Linked DNA regions of Mus musculus: all the other regions are linked to region 3. The links are chromatin contacts, called in public promoter capture Hi-C maps. All regions are on one chromosome and are shown on one strand. Each heading gives the region's core, a stretch centred on a gene start, on an enhancer-like site or on the middle of the called end of the contact. The rest is flanking DNA. Distances are from core to core; before and after follow the strand shown.

Region 1 (4,849 bases), core at 1,450-3,949, 410 kb after region 3:
GGTTGGGAACTCAGAGAGTGGTTGTCTAGGATCTACATTGCTTGTCTGATGCCGGCATAGGGCTTTCATTCTGTGTGAAAAGATGAGGGAACATGTCTTCAAAGAGATAAATAGAAATCACCAGTGTTTTCCCAGTAACATAAGGGATTTGATATATGACTGTTTGAAGATTTGTGTTTTGGACCCTGTTCTGTGTCTTTAGGGCACCAGTTACCCACCAGCCACTATCTGTGCTCACACGTATCTAATTCGCCCACCCACCAGTGTGCTCCCACCTCGAGCAGTGAGGGTTAAAGCCAGCTGAATCCTTGCTACTGTCTTAGTTGAGCTGGGGAAGAATGCTTTGCTGGTGTGGCCTCTCAGAACTGGATGGTACAAGGGTGGAGGGTGGAGGCATCTCCGGGGACAGGGACCCTACACCTTATCAAACCAGCTCTGTGTTGTACCAGTATCAGGTGCCCGGCTGTGCAGATCCTGTATGTGTCGTTCAGAACTAAGCAAGCGTCTTCTCTCCCTGAACCCGTGTCTCATCTGTAAGATGGAGTTAATAAAACCTCCGTGGAAGAAGTCTGGGTGGTGTCTTAGGGTTTTACTGCTGTGAATAGACACCTGACTTACAGGGTCAGAGGTTCAATCCATTATCATCCAGGCAGCATGGTGCAGGAGGAGATGAGAGTTCTACATCTTCATCAGGAGGCTGCTAGAGGAAGGCTGACTTCATCCAGGCAGTTAGGATGAGGGTCTTAAAGCCCATGGCCACAGTGACACATCTACTCCAACAAGGCCACACCTTCTAATAGTGCCACTTCCTGGGCCAAGTATATTCAAACCAGGTGGATAAGAAAATGAACAGAGCTACCTCTTTGGGTTGATCAAAGTGTGTTTTCGTCCTGGGGAGGGAGGGGAACCTTGATTCTGACTTAGTTACTTTTGAATACATGTAGGTTTTCATCTAGTTGGACATTGGGTGCATTAGTGTGTTGTTTTAAAGAAAGGGGCTTCCCAGGCAAGGTTCCATGTGGGGCTGAGCAGATGACACACGGTGTCCCAGCTTTTGGCTCCTGGTTTGCTCAAAGGCGGTCGAGGGAGGACTTGCTCTGCAAGAAGGCTGCCGGCTCGGAGCCCGTGGTTCAGTACCCGTGACAGGAAGACTGTGACATCTGCCACAGGAACTGTGTCGCTGGGTAGATGAAACCTGTCACAGAGCCCGCTAGAGCTCTTGGCTCTGTGAACCAGCAGCGTAGAAGCTAGTGGTAATTATGTCTGCCAATGGGGGACACCAGCAGGAGCAGAACAGGACAACAGGACGTGTCCTGGGAGGGGGGGCGCGGGGCGGGGAGACGCTTCTTTCCGGGAGTGATTGTTGGGGTGCCAGCAGCAGCAGGTCCTGAGGCTCACTTGCCTGATGTCTCTCAAGGGGGCTTTGGGCATCTGGCTTCAGAACCGGTCTTTGCAAGGAGACAGTACTTTATTGGGGACACCCTGCCTGCATTTTGCTTTGGTTCCCTCTTCAGCAAAACCAGCCCAAGGCCTCCAATACAGTCAGTAAAGCCTGCTATAAACACTCTCTGAGAGGGACCTAGAGTCAGGAAAGCGGCTGGGGTGGGTCCAGGATTAAGAGGAGGACAGGGCTGGGCAGAGGTGAAGGTCAGAGCCCGCTGAGCCACAAGCAGTAGAGATTGGGAACTGCCAGGATAATCATCCACTTAGTGTTCAGGAAAGTACCCGGGGCTGGTGTGGCATTTCAATGTTCGTCTTCAGGCCCTCGGGCCTCCTCTAGGAAGGTTATGTTTGTCGCACTGCTGTCTGGGTTCATGAGCCAGATGAATTGATGCGAATGAGAGCTCCCTGTCTGAGAGGCTTACACCTCAACTGGAGTTGTGCCTGCCTGAGGAAATGAGCTTCCCTGGATTTGTCTCAGGGCAACAACGAGCAGTGGTGGGTCCTGAGGACTGTAGAGCCATAGATGATGGGTGTGGGGCTGGTCTCCTGGCAACCTGAAAGCTCTAGTCTGGGGGAGGTTATCCTGGGAAAACCACCAGAGAGACAGAGGGGTAAGGAATAGGAACACCTCTGGGGTCCTGCCTAAGGACCATTGCTTGACTTAATAAGGACAGAGCATCCCACAGCGGGAGCCAAAGGCTGGGTGTGGGAGATACAGCAGTGTATAGTAGACAGGGTGGGCAGGAAAAACCCAGGGAGAGTAGTCACTGTTACCCCGCGAACAGCACAGAGGATGGTGGGAGGGAAGACAACACAGTAGCTGTGTATTTACACTAACAGGTATGTTCACCTTACTCACTGCCTTGGGTCTGGAAGTCTTCACTGGATCTGAAGTCTTCCCCATGAAACCGGGACTCAGGCTGTGTATGTAGCCAGGAAAGAGAAAGAGCGGGTTGGGTCTACCTCTGGACAGGCTACTTATGAAGCCTGTGTGACCTAGGGTCAGTGAGCCCAAAGAGGAGGGATGGGGAAGCTGGGGAGGGACTGTAAGCCTAGTGGTGGCACCCCCTGCCTCTGAGGCCTGCCCTGGCTCAAGCCACATGTGAATTCATGCTCCTTTGTGGCTCTCGGGCCAAGTACCCAGACTTCCCTTTTCTCTGCTCCAGGTTCCCCACCCAACTCCGTTACCATGGTTACATACACAGGCACTGCCCAGCAACCAGCACTAGCCCAGCATACCGGGTTTTGTAATCCTGTTCCTAAAGCCGCCGGTAGCAGCTGGGCGGGCAGACCTCTGCTTCAGGCTGTTCTGTGGTAACCATGTCCCCTCCTGCACAAAAGCTCTAAGGACCCCCTAAGAGCATGCTGTCACTGCTGTCAGCCTGTCGAGGGGCCGGGTCATCAGGAGGACTTGCCCAGTTTCATCTGCCCCATCACACCCAGTTCTGGAAATCTACCCCCAGTGCACATACTAGACCCACCCAGAGGCCTGCCCTCTTAGGGTAGGTTCTAGAGTAGACAAAGAAGGAGTTTCTATGCGAGCCCAGAGTAGTCTTCCTGGGACATTGCTTGCTGCACAGAGGTGGATTTATAAAATTCTGTGTTTAGCAACTCAACCTAGAAATGGCATGCCCTGTCACACAGAGTGATGAGCCGGCTGGGGCTGCGAAAATCCTAGTGTATGAGTCCCAGGGAGGCAGATGCACGGTGACCAAGGTGACCTGCCTTGAAGACAGGAAACAGTAGTGAGTGCTTTGTGGCTGGAGAGACATCAGGCAGGGAGGAGCAGACAGAGAAGGGAGTTTAAATGCCATTCCGAGGACAGCGGTGACAGCGTACTCCGCAATATGCTCCAAACATGGCTTCTGTGCACGGTGGATTCCCCAGCCCTTGAAAGTTGCCCAGTGAGGCTCCCTCTGCCTCAGAGATGCCACCCTTACAGAACACCTGGCTTATCCCTTCCTCCAGCTAGAGTCCAGCATGCATGTGCAGATGCATCCCTCCTGGATCTGTTCTTCATCCCCATCCCTCCTCCCCTCCTCCCTCCTCCCCTCTTCCCCTCCTCCCTCCTCCCCTCCTCCCTCCTCCCCTCTTCCCCTCCTCCCTCCTCCCTTCTCCCTCCTCCCTCCTCCCCTCTTCTCCTCCTCCCCTCTTCTCCTCCTCCCTCCTCCTTCCTCCCTCCTCCTCCCTCCTCCCTCCTCCCTCCTTCCTCCTCCCCTCTTCCCCTCCTCTCCTCCTCCCTTCCCCACGGCTGCCTGGAGGAGCCCATCACCCACGGTCCCCACTGGGTGCCTGGAGCTAAAAAGCTGCTGGAGGTGGAGGAGTGAGGAGGAACATTGCCAAGGACGAAGCACAGGTTGTGTTCCCACGTGGCTGTGTGGGTGGGTTTCACCGGGAAGGAGAGGATTTCTTGGCACTTTCCCTTCCTTAACTGTTTGCAGTTCCTGGCTAAGTTTAACAGGCTGGCTCTAGCAGTGATCTCTCTGAGGATTTCCTACCAATCCTGGTGCCTCCTCCCAGGCCATCCTCTCCCTGGCCATCTGTGTTTCTTGAGGAGGAGGAATACAGACCACCAAGGAGCTTCAGCCCCTTGCCTACAGGAGGGAGGGCGGCTCCATGCGGAGACAAACAGTGAGAGTGACTGGTGGGCCGGATGGGGCCTTGGATCTGGTGGGATACTCAGGTTTTAGGGTCTATCTGGCAGGCCAGTGCTTGGTTGACATGACAGCCACTGAGAACCAAAGTAGACTCAGACAGGGAAGGCGAAGCTAGATAAAGAAAGACCACTTTGACTGAAGGAGAAGATGCTGGGAGGTACCAGCAGGTGTGTGGGGCCAGATCTCAGCTTTGCTAAACACAGCTATAGGAATGTATGAGAGTCCCTTCAGACCCCAGATGTCCCTGCTCTGTAAATCCTGGAAGAAGGAGAGAAAGGATCTGATGCTATCACGTGTGATGCTAACTAAGCGGGATTGCGGGATGCCAACAGCTGACGGATACACTCACACGAAAGGCAACATGGCCATGGCACTGCCCTCGCGGCCTCTCGCGGTTTGGAACTCACCGAGTTCCAAAATGAACACTAGGACCTTAAGCTTTAGGATGATCCCCTCCCCCACCTGGACCAAGGATTTTGTCTTTGGAGAGAGCTTTGCGGGAACAGGGGAGGCCGTTTCCGAGGGTGTGGTCAGCTTCTGGGCCTGTGGCAGCAGTGAAATGCAACAGTGAGTGAGTGGGGTTACCAGGTTGGGCCCCTGTGAGGGCCATCGGATTTTTTTTTTTTAACCCTCACCGTGTTTCGCCAAACTCCATTTCACCTGCAGGCAACTCGGGACGTGGTACTGAGTCGGGCACCAGAGCAGGCGGAGGACCGGAAAGTGAGCCTGCAGAATGCTTCAGCCATTTA
Region 2 (4,782 bases), core at 619-3,118, 430 kb after region 3:
GGAGGAGCCCCATGAGTGAGAACTTTTCTATGTGCAAGGAGATAGCTTTCAGCAGGTTCTTAAAGGGACGGAGACCCCAGAACCGTGGTGATGGTGGAAGTGGGTGTTTGCCTTTGTGCATCCTGACTGTCCTCACTCCCTGGTGCTTTTCTTCCCCTCCCTGCCCCACCCCCACGCCACCCCCACCCCCACAGTGTTCTTGTGGAGCTGCCTGGAAAATAGTGTCTCTGCTTCTGCAGGAAGAGCCTTAAGGGGGCAGCCTATGCCATGAGAACTGCTCACTGACAGAGACTGCACCCGGGGAGCTGCAGAAGCTGCTCTAGGGTGTGAGACCCTGTACAGTATTGTTCCCTGTTACTACAGTGCGCTGTTCTGCAGAGCACGAGGGAATGGGGGTGATCTACCCCGTGGAGACCTCCCTCACTCGGTTTGCTCAATTAGTGGGATCCAATGACGTGGAGAAGTCCGTCTTTATCAGCTCTGCTTTGATCTGAACTGGCCCTAAAAGGCTACAAAACTAACAGATAGGAATTCCCTTTGCCAATAAATTAAAACTGTTCCCCACAGATGAAACCCTGGGGTACAGAAACCCATGGATTATCAGGAAATGTCATTGAATCCATTACAGGTCAGGGATCACTGAAAAATGTCACTGCTTTTCGGCTGCGTGTCCCGCTTCCCCAGCTGGCCCCGTGCTAAGAGCAGGCCGTATGGGACTCCAGCTGTTGCTAGCAACTAATTAAACCACCAGTCCAGTAAATATTGCTCAGCAAAACAACAGACCAACCTGCCACGGCCTGGCCTCATCAGCCCCAGCAAAGTGTATTCTCAGGCCTGTGACATGGCTTGTCTCCCACCAAGCCACCTTGCAGCGGCTATCCTGGTGGCCAGGCCTTCTAGAGGCGCCCCCTTTCCTGCAGAGTCATCAGTCAGTTCAGTGGACCCAAGGACTGTCGCACATGGAGGACAGAAGCCAGCAGGTCAGTGTAGGGATGGTTGCTTTGCCTGCTACTGTTTGGGAGAGGCCTAGACAAAGGAGGATGCTGACCGCTAAGCAGACTCCCATCTTCTAAGTTTATCCTAGTAGGAGAGCCAAGTCAGGTCACTGCCCTGAGTCACGTTTATCACTTAGGTGCCACCGGCAGCAATGTGTTCCTCTTTAAATAAAATAAATTTAACAACCTGCCCTGACTCTTCTGCTTCTCAAGTGTGCTGAGACACGGACTGAAGGTCCCTGGTTGGTGGACTTCTGTGTCTGAGGTCCCGGTGTGGAGGGGAGGCCACAAAGTTCCGTCGACACCTGGCACTGACAATGTTTAGTGAGTGAGCCAGGAGCTTGAAGGAAGGGGATCCGGATGAGGCTGGGCTGTGAGTGACACAGGGGAGCAGTCACTGTCCCCACACGGGCACGCAAGGTAGAACCCGGCCTCTGGTGAGTCCAGCTTCTGAAGACCCTTCTTACTTGGGGATTAGGAAGCCAAGTGCAGGGGTCTTGATGCCCGGCCCGTGCTGAGGGACGGCCTTCGGTTAGCCCGGCTCAGGTTTAAAAATGCAGAAACGTGAGGAGGCAGACTGACTCCTCCACGGGGACAGTATGAACCTGGTGTGATGGGAACCAGATATCCCTAGCAGCTTCCTGAAACCCTCTGGGCTTTCCACTAAGCCCTGGACACATGTACCAGGAGGCCCACGGCCAGGCGGCCCACAGGCTTCCTGTGGGGAATGGGAGAATTTCAGCAGGCCCAGAGTTGTCTCTGCTGGTCCTTCCCATCTTTGAAGCAGCTGAGAAGCCTGACCAGGAGGGAGAGGAATCTGGGGTGGGGAGGGATGGACCACCATGAGCACTGTAGGGAGATGGTTTTAGGTAACACATTCCTTCAGCTTTAGTCAGGCCCTTGTAGTGAAGGTCACCATAGAAACCAAACAAAGTCCCTAGGCCAAGGATGGGAGCTTTCCAATAACCAAGCTGTCAGCCATTCCCCCGCCCAGCCCTGCAGCCCGCCAGACTGACTCTGAGGACCCAGGGCCCACAAGTGACACGGGAGTAAATGTGTTTTCTTCCTACCTCCACAGTGGGCAGGGCCATCTACCCACCCCTTATCTGACACAATAGACATTCCTGAGAGCCCCTGCTGGCCCAGCCCCTAGTCCTAGGAGACTGGGGAAGTCCTGAGGGAGCCATGTGTCAAAGCCACAGAGGAACTTGCCAGTGGAGGAACAATATGGCCCTCTCCACAAGCCACTGCTCGCCCCAGATAAACAAACGAACTGCTGCATCCATCGGCCCCAGGAAACCAGGGCTGTTTTGGAAAATGTTTGAGGTGATCTAACTAGGTATTAGCTGGAGCCAGACTGTAGCTAGATCCAGTCAAGGCTGAAACTGAGCCTCCAGGGCATTTCTCCGAGCCACCTACCCACCCCACCCCCACCTCAACACACCTACTTATCAGGTTGCATGTGACATATTTCTGGAGGGGTAGTCCACCAAGCAGAAGGGATCAGAGTCCTGGGACTTGTGCTAACATTTCTGCCTTAAACCCAGTGTGTTTATTGGATTGTTCTTATTAAGGGCTTGTAGCACATCAAAAGGATGCTTAAAATACCAACACTTGAAGAGGGGGTGGGGATCAGAGGTATTAACACTAACATAGTTTATCACTCTGCTGGGTTCACTAAACACGCTTGGCTGCCACAGTGCGCGGGGACAGCAGCCAGGACTCTCTGGCCATGTGGCCGAGGAACTGCTAAGCCAGGCATAATCACGGGCACCGGGCACCGTCAGATCCTTCTCAAAGGTCAGCTACTCCTTGGCTGAGCGGCGGTTGGCGGTCAGCGTTTCTCCTCCTTGGCTCTCCCGTGAGCACCTCCGTGGTGACTGTAGTGACTTAGGACCGGGGCAGAGCCCTGTGCGTGCATTAACTGCTCTGCCCCGCAAGCGCCTGCCTCTTCAGTGGGAAGCCATTAGGGTTAGCAAGCTGGCTGGAAACCAAAGATGCAGAGACTGAGGCTCTATCTACCAGGCCAGAACCTCCCCTTTGTCCTAACTGAGAGCTTCTCAGCCTACCTGAAATGGCAAGGCCTTTTGTAGTGTGAGTCCTGTTCAAGTCTGAGAGGTTATTAGGGAGGTTGTTAAGTGACCTGTGGTAGGAGGATGTTGGGAGGCTGGTGGGGTGGGGTCAGCTGACAGTCGGTGCTGCACACAGATGGAATAGTTTGTTCAGGGCACCATGAACCAGATCTGTAGGCTGGGGCTCCTCGCCGGGTGGAGCATGCGGGGCCTTTGAAGGCCGTGAGTTACTGCTCCAGGAAGCTGGGACTTTTGGGCTGTTGCTTTTTAAAGCTTCAAAGTCGGATTGAGTTAAATTTATTAAGAGATGGAGGGATCATTATGAGCCTTCGACATTAGGGAACAGGGGCCACAGTAATCCTCCACACCACGGGGGAAAATCATTAGCTTTAAGGTTAAGAACTGCTAAAAAAGGATCCCTCGAGTGTTAGAGATTAGTCTGAGGGAAAGTCATAAAACTAGGGACGGCCCCTCCCTTCTCAGGGAGGCCATGCCTGTGAGAGTCCCTATAAAAATCACACCCTCCAGGAGCAGGTGCCTGAGTTACCCGCCCCTCCCCCTCCTGGCTTTCCCAGAGCAGTGGGATGTGGAGGATCTAGGGAGCCCTGCATCACTTAGCATGGCCCTGGCATCCAAGATGAGGCTGGGCCTCCTTGCAGAAGCCTGGTGGTAATCACCGGCTGCACGGGCACCTAGGGGACTGGCTGGTGCTGTGGGTGTCCCCGAGGGAGGACAGCTCCTCTCTGTGTCTGTCCGTGCACATCCTGTTACTCTGTCATGAAGCGGGGACCCCTGTTGCTGCTCCAGATTTTATCCCTGCTTTTCAGCTTCCTCCACCCCACCCCCGGCTACCCTCCTGATCCCTCTGGCATCCAAGTTCACTGGTCCCCAGAGACACCTCTGTTCTTGGAGCTTTCCCACTTCAGACCTAAACCTCTGCCCTGGAGACTGGATGCTGACCTTTGCCCCTTGTATTATTGAAGTCTGAAGGTCTCTCTGTGGCAGAGGCTGCATCCTCTACTCTGCTTGCTGCCCTAGTGTGGGGGAGGGGGGTGGAGGATGGGTGTGAAACTGGACACTTGTACACCCCAGGAGACACTCAGATTGGCAGGAAGGGACTCCTGGGGCAGAAGGAAGAGAAGGGGAGGAAACCTGGAGGATTTGGGCATCTCATGGTCCTGGTCCTGCTTAATTGTTCTGATTTGACTTTATTTGTGTTGTTTTTAATAGAACAAGATCTCATGTAACCTAGGCTGGCCTCGAACCACTGATCCTCCTGTCTTTACCTCCTGAGTGCTTGGAGCATAAGCTTGCATTACCACACCCTCACTACCACACCTACCATAATTTAACTCTGATATGAAGAAGTTAATGGCAAAGTGAGGTGACCTATCAAGTGAGGTTAAATATCTGGTAAGGGACAGCACGGGGACTAGAACTGGTAGCTGGGCACTGTGGCCTGCCTGGACCCCTGGGGCATTGCATTTCTGCATTGACCTTGTTCTCCCAGCGGCCCCAGGAGTCATGGAAACTGTTGCCATTCGAGTTTTACAGATCAGGGCGTGGATGGGGCTCTTAGTTTGTGTCTTACCCCAGGCTCCATGGCTCCAACCAGGGACGCCATTGTCATCAGAGTCAGCTCAGCTCTCTGAGGCCAAGCTGGGGAAGCCAGGGATTTCACTGGGCTCAGGCTCCGACCTGAGAAGTTAAACCTT
Region 3 (5,318 bases), core at 2,738-5,237:
TGGGTTCTGTCTCCTGATTCTTGTGCTCACAGCCCTCACACACAGGCTTCCAGGGTGCCTCAGACAGCTCCTCGCCTCCACCTCCATGTGTGTCTTCCTCCACAAATCCTTAGAGCATCTTTAGTCACTTCCTCTCTTGAATATCCTTGTATTAGCAGGGTTGGCTTAAGAAAACAGAAACCGTTCCAAGGGTTTCAAGTCGGAAGAGATTTGACACAGGGACATTCGTGCTGAAGTCTCGGCTTCTTCATAGCTGTGTAGCTGTGGCCAAGTCACTGGGTCCCTTCCTAACACAGTTTCTACCTCTAGAGATAATGGTAGTGCCCAACTCATAGGCTGCTGAGAGACCTAAGTGCAAATCACCATGAGAAATCTCCAGCATATAGTTTACTGCCCACTAACTGCAAGCTATCGGTATGGTTACCATTCTAACCCTCTAAACTGCTCCAGCATGGCAGAGCAAGGTACCTCAAAGTCACTGAGTCCATAGCTGAGGTAACCGTGTGTGTGTGTGTGTGTCTGCTTCAACAAGGAGATGTCATCTCTGACGGAAGAACAGACTAGATGACCTTGAATGGTGTGCAGGTCCCAAAGGACAATGTGCTTCTAAGATGACCTGTCCTTCAGGTCTCGCATCGTCACCTCCTCACCTGCACCGAGCAGATCTCTCTCCTCTGAGCACACCTTGAAATTTTAATTAAAATATAATACATGCACATTTTTCAAAAGTCAGAACACAAATGGCACAGCTAGCAAGAAAATAAGACCTCCTACCATCCCCAAGTCTGGTCCTTCAGCTCTTTCACCCCACAGCCATCATGAAACAGTTGCTCTGGGGGTTTTTCCAGACATGTTCTAGACATGTGTGATAAACTCAATGGATTTTCATATTTCAGTACACATAGGTAGCTGCTTTGGCTTTTCTGATTTATCCTCCTTTGAGTACAAGCAATTTGTTTAAACACAGCTTCCTTCTTTTCTCACATGCCACTCTTTAGAGCACTGCTTTGCTTTGTTATGCCTGAGACAGTATCTTATTACATAGGCCAAGATGGTCCTTAGCTCTCAGTGGTTCTGTTACAACCTCCAAACTGCTGCAATGGCGGGCAGTCTGCTGCTCCGGCCTCTGCTTAGCAGCATTGGTACGGATGCAACAAGGGCTATTTAATCAGCTCTGTCTGATTCTTGCTATTACAAATAAGGTTATAAAAATCCTTTATGATGCACCAAGCTTTTCCTTTTTATGACGCAGAAAACATCTCATGTCTTGGAGTTATTGCCTCCAAAGACCACCTTTATGGTCTTATATTGAAAACCAGGGCTGCAAAATGAACCCCCCCCCCCATGAATTCCAACCCAGGGCCAAATAGCCGCGCTGTGCTATCCGCCCAGCTTCCCCGCACGGTAGGCAGTAGTGATCGTACCTGCTTTGCATTGCCTCAAGGGCATCCTGGGAATTGGATGTTCTTGAAAGCTCAAGAGTTCTGTCCTAAAACATCAAATTCTGGGCCAATCCTGCAATTGACACACGCTTTCTGCTGTGTCCTATGCCTTCAGCATGCTGCTTGCCCGACCCCTTCGAAGAGCCACTGGCCTGCCTGTAGCTCCCACTGCTTGGCAGCTAAGGCTGCCATGCTCCTCATGCCCACCCTTCGGGTCTCACACCACAGATGAAACAGGAACAGGGCTGGGCACCTCTCTAAGGCCACCCAGCCACCACCCTTGAAATGAGGCAAATCACAAGTGACCAAGGGTCCCTGCGTGATGTTGATTCTTTTCACGTGTGGCTTTACTAAGAGGGCCCCCCTCCTTCTTCTGAGCTCAATGGAAGAGGAAGAGGTGATTCCCATAGTGCTATGACTCTCAAAAAAAAAAAAAATTCCCCAGCGTATGGGACTCACTTCTCCAACTTTGGGGCAATTCATAAAACACGGGCGGTGACAGATGCATCCAGAGAGAAGAAATGACGCTCTCAGCGTCATTAATGAATTAGTGGTTAACTAATGCAACTCCACGGATGGCCACCTTCTTGAGCAAGAACAGACATGCAGGGATGGAAATGGATGGTTATCCAGCGGGCATTCCCCACCACCCCCCGCCACCTCCCCGAGAGTCATAGCCTGGGTGCAGAAACAGGGGGTCCCTGTGGCAATCTGGGTAGCCGACTATCCAAACCAACCAACTCCTGGCTCAGTAAGGGACCTTGCCTCCATAGATCAGGTGCAGAGTGATGTAGAAAGACACCCACACACATGCATGTAAACACACACATCATACTTTACACGTACACATACACAGAAAGGAAGTTGTTTACAGATTTTAACTTATGCACCATGTGTCTGCAGGTTTGTTGGTGTCCACGCAGGCCAGAAGAGGGCAGCAGATCCTCTGGAACTGGAGTTTCAGGAAGGTATGGGCTGCCCGGCAAGAGTGCTGGGAACTAAGTTCAGGTCCTCTGCATAAGCAGCAAACTGTGAGAGCAGTCTTAACAGGGCAACCTCTCCAGCTCCAAAAGGGTAGATTTGAATTCTATTTCACGCCATAGCAAAGTCCCAGCACCATCATCTTCATCATCATCATCACCACCACCACCATCATCACCATCACCACCACCACCATTATTACACTAATTGTGGTGGCAATCATTCCTTAGTCCTGTATGGAATACATCATTTCCTTTGTTAGTACTGCACTGTAGTGAGTTGTCTTTCTCACTTTTCCCATCCATAAGTGAAGGCACGAAACATCAGATTCATAGAACAATTCTCTTGGTCACACAGCTGATAATAACAACCGAGTCCGGACTCAAATGTAGCATGCTCTCCTTCCACACTGTGACCCTGACTCCATCTATTGAAAGGGTTTTGTTAAGTGTGTTTTTATAAACCCAAAGAAGACAAAGTCTACTTCCGGTCTCCCGGCATCCTCTCCTCCACTACACACTCTTCCTGGGATTTGCAGGTCAGGTCATACTCCTTCCCCAGGGAGAGGATTTCTTGGATCGGGTGGCTCAACCAGCTGATGCTGACAGTCGGTGTTCGGAAGGCTAGGCATTAGGATGAAAGCAGCAGCAGTCTTTTACAACGCGGAGACAGAGGCTCTGATCCAGCCTGTAGTCATTCGCTGTGCGCTCAACATGACTTGGGCCAACCCTAGGGTGCTTCGTCGGCTGAATGGCCGTAATTTATAGGTCTATTTCTGAAGGTGTTTTTAGAAGACATTAACCTTGCAGGAAACGGAGTAAGAAAAGCAGACTCCCACCCAGTGTGAGTGGGCCTCGTCCACCGAGATCTTCAGTAAACCAAGATAGAACGGAGAATGAGACTGTGGGCTTTTTCACCTCTATAACCTCTCGAGCTGATTCCCACGTTTCTTTCCTGTCACCTGTCACTCTGTTTCCCCAGGGGAACCAGCCCAAGGTTTGTCGCGCTGTGTCGGCACCGTCTTCCCTCTGGCTCATTGCTGCCCTCTGCTAAAGACACTCGTCACATTGGATTCAGACTGTTGTCGTGACATCATTTCAAGGCGGTCATTTCCATCAAGATCCCACCTTCAAATACAGCTACATTCTGAGGCATTGGGGTAAGACTTTAAGGTCGGGAGAGGAAACAAACTCACCCCAACATAAACTCACTCTATTTAAAGGAGAGCCCAGGAGAATGGGTTTCCACAGTTGGATTCCGGCACCATTAGGAGGCGCTCTGGTATTCACGAAGCCCTGTGGGTAAGAGCCCAGCCTTCACTGGGGGTAATTTTTTTATTACATATATTTATTTGGAGGTGTGTGCTGTACACACACACACCACAGCGTGCGTGTGGGCAATCAGTTCTCTTTTTCTACCGTGTAAGCCTCGGGGATTAAATTCGGGTTCTCAGACTTGCCGCAGGTGTCCACACCGCTGAACTATGTTGCTGCCCCTCCACCTTCTGTCCTCACCAAGACTCCTCAAAGGTGTCACAGCCTCTCCCAAAAGTGCCCTGGCAACTGGAATGTGGCCATTATGAGGATAGGGATTGTGATGGTGGTCAGAACCTGGTGAAGCCAAATGGTATTGTCTTAAAAGATGTCCTGTGGCCCTGGTCCGCAGCACGGTGGTTATCTGGATGGCGATGGAGGACAGGGAGGTGATGGAAGCCCGAGGGGCAGGAGAAAGCTGCCCCACACTCTCCAAGGTGGCCCCTGTTGACAGCATGCCTGAAGGCAAGCCAAAGGCCTCTTTGGTAAGAGGACCCCTCTCTTGATTTGCCCCATCCATCCCACTGGGGGTCAGGGGTAAGGGGCTCTAAGCCTTAGAGTCTGCTCACATGTGCTAGAAGATTCAGTTGACAAGAAGAACAGTGTCCCCTATATCCCTATAACTGGTTCCCAGCTGACACCGGGAACCAGAAAAACTTTACAGGATTGTAAGGTTGAGTGAAACTTTGTCTCTGTCTCTCATTTGAGGCCCTTACTTCCCTCTGTGGACAGGACACACACACACACACACACACACACACACACACACACACACACACACACACAAACAAACATATACATATATATGTGTTGCTTGGTTCTTTCAACACCTGGGCTTCTTCCTCACTCTGGAGCTCCTGAAAGATCTGTTGTCTGACAGTTAGGTGAAGGGTGGGGGATGGGAAAATGACCTCCAGGGTGATAAAGAGTAGACCTGAGCAGACACCTTCCTGATCCACCAATGCCTCACAACTTTTGGGCACTCGCCCTTCATGGGAGTTCACCTTCCCCTGTTATATACACTTCTAGCAAACACCCCGTCTAGGTAGTCTTTGCAACACACCCCAGGCTCCTGAAGCTCGGAGCAGAGGGTGTGGTTGTAGGGAGCCCCACACTGACTCCCCCATTATCACCCCACTTCTTCTCCATCCCAGGATGCAGAAGTCCCCAAACTAGAACTGCCTACCCTGGAAGAGAACGGGATCTGTGAGGACAGAGATTGTCCGGGGCCCCCTAGGTCATTGCCTCCAAAGTCCGGCCCAAACGCCAAGGGTCAGGCTGGCGATGGACCTGGACTGGAGTCCGTAGAGCTGCCCCTGCCCCTGGAGACAGAACACCGCAACGCGATGGAGCTGGAGAAGGTGCGCATGGAGTTTGAACTGACGCTCCTCAAGTACCTGCACCAGGAGAACGAGCGGCAGAGGCAGCATGAGGAAGTGATGGAGCAGCTGCAACAGCAGCAGCAGCAGCAGCAGGCTTTGCCTCACCAGGTAGCAGAGTGGGCTCTGGGCTGTGGCTGTACTGGCTTGGCTATGCATCTTGTCTGCTGGTCCCAGGTCTGGCTGAGAGGTGGTGAGCATCA
Region 4 (4,545 bases), core at 13-2,512, 260 kb after region 3:
GACGTTTAAACTTTAGCCACCTGCCCCCCACTTTTTTTAAAATAAAAAAAATTTTAAAAATGATTTATTTGTATTTTATGTGTGTGGGTATTTTGCCCATTTGCATGCTGTGTATGGCATTCCAGAAAAGAGCATTGGATCCTCTGGACCTGAAGTTACAGATGGTGTGAGTGACCTTCTGAGTGCTGGGATCTAAATTCAGTTCTCTGTAAGAACAGCAAGTCCTCTTAACTGAAGAGCCCCCTCTGCAGCCTCCACCTGGCCTGTTTGATGTATTACAAAGTTTTGACACCTGTGCCTTTTCTCCTGTCAATTTACTGTCTGTTTTTATCTTAGCAGATTCAACCAGAACAATCTCTGAAGGCACCCAACATTAGAAAAAAAAAAGGAAAAGAAAAACCTTTGTCATTATACAGTCACATACAGTCACATGCACCCAGGGTCAGCTTCAAACCCTCAACCTGAGAAGAGAGATTCGAACCCCTAACATGAGCATCAGTGGTGAAACTCAAGAGATACCGAGGGCAGAGAGGCAGCACACATTCACACATTCTCAAAGAGAGCCAAGGCGTGAGTGTACAGACCACTAGTACCTGCAGGGACCGCAGCTAGGAGTGAAGCGAGGAATCTGTGGGAAGGTGGCCCTCGACTCAGCCTCAAGTGCAGGGGACTTTTAGCAAGCAATATGCAGAACCTGCCATCTGCTTGGGGGGTCTCTGCCTGTTCTTGGAAACTGTCTTTCCTTCTAGATCCTCTCCCCCTGATCCCCAACAACCCCAGCAGGCTGTGAGGTGGGGGAGGGGCTTGAGAACCCTTTGCAGCCCGAGCTCCTTTTGACAGCAACAGCGCAGATGCTCAGCTGACCATCTCCACGCCTCTCCTGGGCTTCACTGGGCCATTCCTCAGGTTATCCAACAAAGACATTGAGAGCCTAGGGAAGCTAGCTTGGGAACAGAGCCAAGACATTTGAGTTTGGACTCCAGTTGTAAACCTGCTTTCTCTGCAGACACCTCCTCAGATGAACAGGGTACAGAGTGAAGCCGGGAGGCAGCAGGTGCGCCACCGTGGGGACTGTGACGGGGCAGGCTCAGTGAGAAAAATGACAGATGGCTAGATGGGTTGATCTAGGGATTACTAAATCAGCAAGCTCTCCTTCTCCAGCCCCCAGCAGGCCCTTCTTGGATCTCTGTCCAGGAACTCCTAGCCCACCCCTAGGAAGCAGGAGGAACTGGGCCCGGTGCCGCCCACAGCCTCTGCCTCCAGGGGACTCTTTGAATAGGAGACACACGCACTTGGAGTGAGTTCCCACCCAGGGAGAGGCTGAAACACTTAGGGTTCCTATTTAAAGCCTCCTCCCATTCATCATTTCAGCACCAACCAACAATTAAACCTGATTCAGTCAACGCTGACAACACCGTCGGCCTGTTGCTGACTATTTAAAACTCTGTCCTGGCCTCTGGGGCCTTTAGAACCAGGACTGTTTGTCCTGCCAGGAACACAGCCCCACCCACCTGATCTTGAGATTCCCAAGGACATATGCAGGGTATAGGGTCTACCCCAGCAGCCCTGGCTGCAACTCTCTCTACCTAGCTCACTGTGGGGGTGGGGGCTTTGAGAGGCTGGGGGTGGGAAGACAGCGCTGGGAGGACCAAGAGCTGCCAGAAGAGGGGACTTGAAAAAAGAGAGAGAGAATGTAAAGGCCATAGGACTGATGTACACGGCATACTTGTGAGATTTCAAAATTAATTAATTAATTAATTAATTAATTAACTAGTGAAAGAATAAATCAGAAGTAACGTGAGAGTGATGCATATGCTTGGATGGGCAGGGCAGGCTGGGCAGGACTCCGGGAAAACCCACCAACTAGCTCTGTAGGCTTGACCTGGTCTTTTGGTCTTTCAGTGTCTGTCTTTCCCAAACTAGTGTGTAATAAGAATGACAAGAACTTTCTCCTCAAACCTTCTCCTGGGTAGTCAAGACCCCACCCCACCCCCAAGTCTGCTGGTCCCAAGTGCTAAAGAGAAGTCGGAAATAGCTCGATCTAGGGCTGGGACTAGGATGAGGCAGCTCGGCGGTAGTGTTACGGTAGGGTTGTGGCAGGGTTTCCTGGTGTGGCCACAGCTCTCCGAGACGGTATCACTATGCGGTGGGTCTACACTGGTGCAAAGCTGTATGTTGTCTGACTCAACTCAGCTTTGAAGGCCAAGCAAGACTTGAAAAGGCCTGGAGTTAATAAGAAGCCAGGCTAGATAGATCTCCTTAGACCCTGCAAAGATGTGCCCCCTCCCCCAAGCATTTCCCATTGGACCGCTACAGTCTTCCAAAAGGAAATGCCCAGGCAAAGGAGACAGCTTGCAGTTGAGAGGCTGCAGGCTTCAGAAACCTGGATGAATGGCTGACTGGGGTGCCTATTTAACATATCCAAGTGGATAACAGGCAGATCTCCCAGCATCCCTCAGTCCATACCTGTTCCAGGGTGTGGTTGGCATACCCTGCCCCTTATCCTAAACTTCTCCAGCCCAGGGGCTGGGCTGCCCTTCCCAGTATAGTCTCAGTTACTCTGCCCCTTTGCCTACCCTTCATTGTCTTGTCTCCTGGCCTGGGTTGCCCCTCTTGGCCAGTGGCTCCTCTCTTGTTCACTCCCCCTGTGTCCTCCCATGGTCTGGTTTAGTCTGCCAGCCATGTTCAGCCTGGAGTCTTCCCTCTGCTTTCTTTCTGTCTTATATTTACAATAAAATCCTTCTCTGTACTTTAGGAGTAGTCATGATGCTCCCCCTTCCCACCCCACCCCACCCCACCCCTGCCATATTTCATTTTCTCATTCAGTGGATGATTAGGGGGTCCAGAGGCTGGGCTCAAGGGCACTGACAGCCACTCACCCCATCATAGGATATTTTATATTGCACAAGGTGACAGGGGCTTTATATGTACCCTAAAACTGTCTGTGAGGATGAAGCCACTGACACCCTCAGGGTGCCAGGGAGGAAGGAACAGAGTAAGGACCAGGGAGGGGAGCCAGGGAGGTGAAAGCAGACCCACGATTGGCTGCCTTCCTAAGGTCCCTAAGGCTTCTTCCCTGCTCTGAGTTCCTGGTTTATAGTCAGGACTCCCAAACTCCAAGGACTCAGCCTCTCAACAACTCAACCAGACTTTAAGCCCCTGGAAGGCAGGGCCGTGATGCCAAAGGCTGACTTAGATCCTAGCCTGGAGTAGATGCTCTAGAAGCCATCTTACGCATCTGTCACCTACAGACTGTTTTTTAAAAGCCATCTTGTCTTAAAATTGAAGATTAAAAACAGAGCGTAGCTCACAAGGCCACTGGGGAAAGCAAGCCCATCTGTATAAGCGTTTAACAACAACAACAAAAAAAAAGTCTTCGTCTGATGTGATGCGCCTCAGAGCGGCTCGCACCAGATTCAGTACAGCTGGGGCTCAGCCACAGCAAGGAGGCTGAGGCAGGAATGACAAGGTGGGGTGCAGAGGCCACCTTCAGGAAAACACCCACAGCCTTCCGTCCTGGGGACGTCTGGATTCCTCCAGATTCTTCAGAAACTCTTCCTGGGGAGTCACTGTCCCAAGGAGACAGAGAAAGAGGGGGTTGAGGTCTCTCAAACTCCACAGTAGTGCAACAGGATACCACTGAGCGGTTACTGGGGTGTCCATCTCCAGTTCTTGACCGTGAAGGATCACTTTAAAAATAGCTCCTCAGTTATGGATCAATGCTTTGTGAAATGTTATCAAAATGAATCTCAAGAAAAATGATCGCGTGTTGGGCACAGCGGAAAATTGTGGTAACAATTTCTAAGTGTTTGCTCAGAATTTCTGTGCTTATCTCATGAGCACAGTTTTTAACCAGACCATGACCGCACGTTACTTAGAACAGACTAAAATACAGGCTAACTTCCCTCTTTTCCTTCCTGAGTCTAACCCCGTCCTGGATGGGCTGGGGAGAAGGTTCTTACAGGCCCTACAACCTGGGCCTTCTTTGGGCTCCCCCAAGTGATTCTGGGGAGTCTGTTGGCTTGGGAAGCAGGGCTGTCAAGACCTGGGATCTCACAAGCAGTGGGGAAAACCCAGAAAAAAAAACCACTATATGAAAGTGGCCCAGAAAGGTGCTTAGGTGAATTGTGATGTAGTCATATGATGGAGTTGTCCCCCATTCATAGGACAGGAAATAAGCCTTTCTCCCCCGGGGTTTCCTGCACAAACCAGATACCTGAAACAATTCTAGCTGCAGATTCAAGACATGTATGAATACACAAGGCTTGCAAGAAGTGCTCTGTAGGAGGGGCTCCTGACTATCCCCAGCTTCCAAAACCTGCTCTGGGAGTCGTTTCTGGAAAACCTTATCTGTACTTGCTTTAGCTGTTCTGTTTTCTGGGAAGGCACTCCCAAATTCTCTCCCCAATACACACACAGACACACAGACACACAGACACAGACACACACAGACACACACACACACAGACACACACACACACACACACACACACACACACACATACACATACACACACGTATACAGACAGGCACAGACAGACACAG
Region 5 (4,658 bases), core at 86-2,585, 400 kb before region 3:
AGATAAGGAGTCCAGGCTCCTGTGCCAGCAGCCCTGAGTCTCTCTCTCTCCTTACATCACTCATAAACCTGTGTGAGAAAAGCTGGGAGGTGGTTTTACCCAGGGACAGGGCAGCAAAGGATTAGCAGCTAATGTACTTTGGTTTACAGAGGCATTGTTACATAAACTACTCAGGAAGGGTCGGATATCCCCTGGGCTAGTGCTCCTGATCCTGGGTTGTAACTCTAGAGCTAGGGTTGTTTTACTCACTTGCCGTTTATTTTCAAAAGAGGTAGAAAAACACCCCAGTCGTTATTGAACCAGCAATCACACTTTAGAAAGAGATAGCCACAACTCCTGAATCTTCTGGGAGCATGATTTTGTGTGGCGGATGTTTCTTCTTGGGCCACCATTCAGTCTATAGAAACTGCTCTAGGTGAGACCTATATTCTTGGAGCTCAAAGAAGGCCTCTGAGAGCCACAGAAGTATCTTAACAATGGTGGCCCTTGCAGCAAAAAGGGATGTGGCCACTGGCTGCACAGCCATATTTATGCGTGCCTCCCTCACTCCCATCCCCACCAAAAATAGGGCCCGTGTCAGTTGGTAAAGCAACTAACTCCCAAACATGGGGTCTGAGATCAATCCCCAGAGCCAACATGAAAATGCTGGGCATAGTCCCAGAGACGAGAAGCTGAGGCTCATTGGCCAGCCAGTCCTACCACACTGGGGAGCTTCAGGCCAGTGAGAAAGACTGTCTCCAGGTAAATGACAATCTGAGGGTAATACTCAAAATTATCCTCTGGTTTCCACGTAGGCACACATGCGCGAGCACGCACACACAGGCACACTCACACATGCTCACATATACCACACACATGTGTGCACACACACACATTGGTATACTCACACATGAGCACATATACCATACACTCGTCCGTGTACACATACACTACACACACACAAACACACACACTTTTTTGAAAGTTGAAGGAGGGTCTAGAGCTAGTTCAGCAGTTAAAATCTCCCGAGGCTCATGCAGAGGACCTAAGTTCAGTTCCTAGTCCCCACATTACCACTAACTGTCTGAAACTGGTAAAGGGGAACATGGCACCCTCTTCTGGCACCTGTGGTGACTGGATGCACTTGGTATATAGGTATACATGCAGGCAAAACATCCATACACATAAAGTGAAAATAAATAAATGCTAAAGACTGAAGTGGAGGCAGGGTTGGGTGAACGACCTTTTAAAGAGTCACTTCAGAGTCAGATGCGGGAGGGCACTCAGGCCCCGGGTAAAGAAGAGCCACTGATGCCTGCCTCCCCTCAGCTGGGCATGGAGAGGGAGAACAGCTGAGAATGGCAAAGGCAAGGAGGGCCCCTCTCTATTTATCTTTCCTATGAGTCTGCATACTGTTGCTATAAGCTTGAGGGCAAACAAAACCAAAGGGTCACATAGCATTTGAATTTCTTTTTAAAGGAAATGGAAGCAATTGCCAAAATGTTGACGCTCCCGGACAAGAGAGCCAATGTCTATCTTGGCACAGTAGGGTGGGGAATTTTCTGAGGGTGATATTTGAATAAAGACATCTAAACTAGGGGGAAACCGTTTCTCCAGATCTTATCACTGTACAATGAAGACTTGTATAGAAACTGTTTGTCCCCGCCGCGTGTTTACTCGCCAATGGGAAGGATATCTCCAGGGCCAAAAGTTCAGGCTGCTGTGCACTCCCAAGTGGCGTGCGAACTTCAAGTGAACTGGCTTCCAAAGAGGCTCCAAAAATGAACTGGAAGGTCTTGTCTCTGAATAGTCCCTGTACTCGCTAAGGTCCTCCATGAAGAGATTTGAAATACCTAGAGAGATGAAAGGAAGGGTAGTGACGCTTCCACCAGCACACACACATGCACAGCAACACACACACATGCACAGCAGCACACACACATGCATACCAGCACATACAAATACACACCAGCATACACACATGCATACCATCATACACACATGCATACCAGCACACACAAATACACACCAGTGCACACACATATGCATACCAGCACACACAGATGCACAGCAGCACATACACATGCACACCAGCACACACACATGCACACCAGCACACACACATGCATACTAGCACACATAAATATACACCAGTGCACACACATGCACACCAGCACATACAAATGCACACTAGCACACACACATGCTCACTAGCACACATGAATACACAGCAGTGCACACACTTGCATACCAGTATACACAAATACACGCCAGTGCACACACATATGCGTACCAGCACACACACATGCACAGCAGCACACACATGCACACCAGCACACACACAAGCACAGCAGCACACACACATGCACAACAGCACACACACACGCACACCAGCACACACAATGCTTACCAGCACATACCTATGCACAGCAGCACACACACACACACACACACACACACACACACACAGATACTTCCTCTGACATCCTAGTTATATGTCATCAAGCTTACAGGTTTAAACCATTATTTATAATAAGGCAGATTTCCCCTACCAATAGGGGAATGTCAGAAAAAAGTGACTTAGTTGTTTTTGTTGTTTGTATTAAAAGTTAAACCCAGGGGCCTCATGCAAAACTCAACAGAAACCACTACCAACTGTAGTGTGTAGTGAGTGGCTATTTGCCCAGCCCTTTGTCCACTCTGTATGTTACAGCAGAGTCTGGGTTTCCAGGTTGGCCTTTGAATTAGGTGCATAGCTCCTGTGAGCCTTGTCCTTGTGATTCACCTACCTCCACCAGGAAAGCAGCTGAGAGGCTCTGCTTGAGCTTCCGGGCTTAATTTAGAATTTTAAATGGTGGCTTGCATTGATTTTCAGATGTGTTGCCATAACAGAAAGCTGCAGCTCTCCTCGAGTTGGGCTTCAGATCCTGCTGAGCATCGTGTCAAGTACCTACACAGTCTCTAGACTTTAGTACATCAGGAAGTGTTCACTGAATGCAATTTATCTACTTTCTTGGGCATCCAAACTCCCACTGAGCTGCAGTCTGCTATGGAGGGAAGAGTGCAGCTCTCTAAAGAGCTATTGTGGGTTCCATCTGCTAACTGCATCATGTTGGCCAAGCTATTTAAACTTCTCTAGACTTCTGTTTCTTTGTCTCCCAAATGGAGAGAGTGGTGGCAAATTCGGGAGAATCAGTGAGTGCCATAGTGTGAAGCTGTTTGGAGTGTCACTTTGTGCGAGGGACGTAGAATCTCGTCATAGTCTTGCTTCTGTTATCATCAGGGCACTGATGTTCCAGATCCCCACACGGGCACTTCAGCACAAGTTTGCTAAATCAACGTGGGGCTGCCCTTGAGTGTTTATAGGCCCAACCATCAACCAGACAGACAAATAAACAAAACCCCAAACCTACCCATCCCTGGGGCCTAGTGAGAGCCCTGGATCGACTTACCTATTCCTTTGGAGTCTCCTCTGGCTGTGTCCTTTCAAGGGTTTTCCTGTTATTTATTCTAGAAATAGAGTGGACACTATTTAGACCTGGAGGAGAGCCTCAGCTGCATGCAGAGCTTGGCTTCCAGTTCCTTCCATAGCTGCCTTCTTCCTAGACACACAGGGGATAATTGATTAGCACATAGTCTGTTCTTGCTGGACTTACTGATGAATCTCCTTAGCATCTGAGCCTTAGCCCACGCTCAGATGGGCCGTATCTGTGATTCATACCTATGGGTGTATTTTGGAAGGGAAAAATGTTTGGGTCGAGTGACTATCTTAGAAAATCCTGACATGCCCGTCTAGTGTACAGATGTGTTTTCTGTGACTGGAAGGTCCTTGAAGGTGAGATCTGTGCTTTGGGTCCTTGTGTTGCTAAGGTCATATTCTTTGTCCATAGCACAATAGATGTCTGGGGATCCATCAGTCTACTGAACTGAACTAGGCCTGGAGGGGTATATAAGGTTTTAGCTGATCGAATAGGAGAGCCAGAAGTATTTCTGAGGGAAGGTGGACATGAAAGGAGTTGGAGGCAGGAACTGGGAATGGTAAATAGCAATCAAGTACAGTTTAATTACACACAAGAGTAGTTGAGTGACAGACAGACAGCAGACATCTTGGAATATTTTAGTACTGTGTAGTCTAGCCTGACTTCAGTTAGACTGCCTGGCTAGTTTGAAGATCTAATTCCTCCATTCTATATCTGCTATCAGGCAGAGCAGAATCCCAGAACACTGGGTAGCAAGAGCCCCTCCTAGGACTCCTGGGACATTTAGCAGAGAGCCCACTCTGAAGCCCTCTTTAACTATAACTTCATGGCACTCTTAAGGGGGTGTTGCCTCAGTCTTAAGTTTAGAATTTCAGAATGAATTTAAAAGATTTGGGTAAAAGTCAGGGAAAGAGATCTGTTTAATGCCAGAAATGTGTAAAATCTAATGCGTCCAGTGGAAAGGATTCGCTCCAACCTCCTTGCCCCCACATTCCCCAAGCAGATCTTTTGCACTCACAAGACTGCCCATTTCCCAAAAGCTTGCAAATTGACTAATTTTGATTACAGTTCAGACCCTACTCCATTCCTCGTCACAGGCAAAACCACCATGTGTACCAGGAACGAGACGTTTGGGAGTTCCTCGCGGTGTTTATTTCCAGTAGTCGAAACCAAGTCATTCCATTTAGATGACATATTCTG

The links. Promoter capture Hi-C pulls out the DNA fragments that hold promoters and counts their contacts.
Region 1: a contact with region 3 is called in a promoter capture Hi-C map of the HPC-7 cell line, with 3 times the contacts expected there. The contact joins the enhancer-like site here to the promoter of Tmem247 in region 3. A contact is called at or near these places in 7 of 39 promoter capture datasets (the 3T3-L1 cell line, the C10 cell line, the HPC-7 cell line and 4 more), 3 of 484 Hi-C or Micro-C datasets (embryonic fibroblasts, embryonic stem cells and ventricular fibroblasts) and 1 of 9 other capture datasets (liver).
Region 2: a promoter capture Hi-C map of stem cell-derived epiblast-like cells shows a contact between it and region 3, with 2.4 times the contacts expected there. The contact joins the enhancer-like site here to the promoter of Tmem247 in region 3. A contact is called at or near these places in 2 of 39 promoter capture datasets (liver and stem cell-derived epiblast-like cells), 1 of 15 datasets of contacts at CTCF or cohesin (the NIH/3T3 cell line), 2 of 115 datasets of contacts at active chromatin or transcription factors (large pre-B cells and pancreatic cancer cells) and 1 of 9 other capture datasets (liver).
Region 4: a promoter capture Hi-C map of embryonic stem cells shows a contact between it and region 3, with 2.7 times the contacts expected there. The contact joins the enhancer-like site here to the promoter of Tmem247 in region 3. A contact is called at or near these places in 7 of 39 promoter capture datasets (the 3T3-L1 cell line, embryonic stem cells, hippocampal neurons and 3 more), 2 of 15 datasets of contacts at CTCF or cohesin (both in the NIH/3T3 cell line), 2 of 484 Hi-C or Micro-C datasets (cortical neurons and trophoblast stem cells), 1 of 115 datasets of contacts at active chromatin or transcription factors (pancreatic cancer cells) and 3 of 9 other capture datasets (adipose tissue, embryonic stem cells and liver).
Region 5: a contact with region 3 is called in a promoter capture Hi-C map of hippocampal neurons, with 8 times the contacts expected there. The contact joins the enhancer-like site here to the promoter of Tmem247 in region 3. A contact is called at or near these places in 16 of 39 promoter capture datasets (the 3T3-L1 cell line, 3T3-L1-derived adipocytes, the C10 cell line and 11 more), 3 of 15 datasets of contacts at CTCF or cohesin (the NIH/3T3 cell line, embryonic stem cells and large pre-B cells), 16 of 484 Hi-C or Micro-C datasets (the AML12 cell line, CD4 T cells, CD4 single positive thymocytes and 12 more), 9 of 115 datasets of contacts at active chromatin or transcription factors (T-cell acute lymphoblastic leukemia, VIP interneurons, embryonic basal ganglia and 6 more) and 4 of 9 other capture datasets (adipose tissue, embryonic stem cells, liver and 1 more).

What each region holds. Positions count from the first base shown.
Region 1 is chr17:87,324,557-87,329,405 of GRCm38.p6, forward strand. Ttc7 (tetratricopeptide repeat domain 7) reads left to right here. Exons shown (of 20, transcript NM_028639.3): 9 at 4,767-4,849. Among named protein-coding and RNA genes, the nearest start is that of Gm52284, 20 kb to the left of the region's middle. Within about 2 kb of position 2,700, at least 99 of the 459 cell types and tissues checked have an H3K27ac peak or open chromatin away from gene starts, as enhancers often do. A contact at or near this core is called in the HPC-7 cell line and hippocampal neurons, where this site is marked.
Region 2 is chr17:87,348,988-87,353,769 of GRCm38.p6, forward strand. All of the region lies in intron 15 of Ttc7 (tetratricopeptide repeat domain 7), which reads left to right. Among named protein-coding and RNA genes, the nearest start is that of Gm52284, 44 kb to the left of the region's middle. Within about 2 kb of position 1,869, at least 158 of the 459 cell types and tissues checked have an H3K27ac peak or open chromatin away from gene starts, as enhancers often do. A contact at or near this core is called in the NIH/3T3 cell line, pancreatic cancer cells and stem cell-derived epiblast-like cells, where this site is marked.
Region 3 is chr17:86,913,361-86,918,678 of GRCm38.p6, forward strand. It overlaps Tmem247 (transmembrane protein 247), which reads left to right and starts at 3,988. Exons shown (of 3, transcript NM_030104.1): 1 at 3,988-4,221; 2 at 4,891-5,226. The coding sequence starts at 4,105.
Region 4 is chr17:87,177,994-87,182,538 of GRCm38.p6, forward strand. No RefSeq gene overlaps it. Among named protein-coding and RNA genes, the nearest start is that of C330024C12Rik, 15 kb to the right of the region's middle. Within about 2 kb of position 1,263, at least 33 of the 459 cell types and tissues checked have an H3K27ac peak or open chromatin away from gene starts, as enhancers often do. A contact at or near this core is called in adipose tissue and embryonic stem cells, where this site is marked.
Region 5 is chr17:86,513,801-86,518,458 of GRCm38.p6, forward strand. All of the region lies in intron 10 of Prkce (protein kinase C, epsilon), which reads left to right. Among named protein-coding and RNA genes, the nearest start is that of Gm30284, 71 kb to the left of the region's middle. Within about 2 kb of position 1,336, at least 10 of the 459 cell types and tissues checked have an H3K27ac peak or open chromatin away from gene starts, as enhancers often do.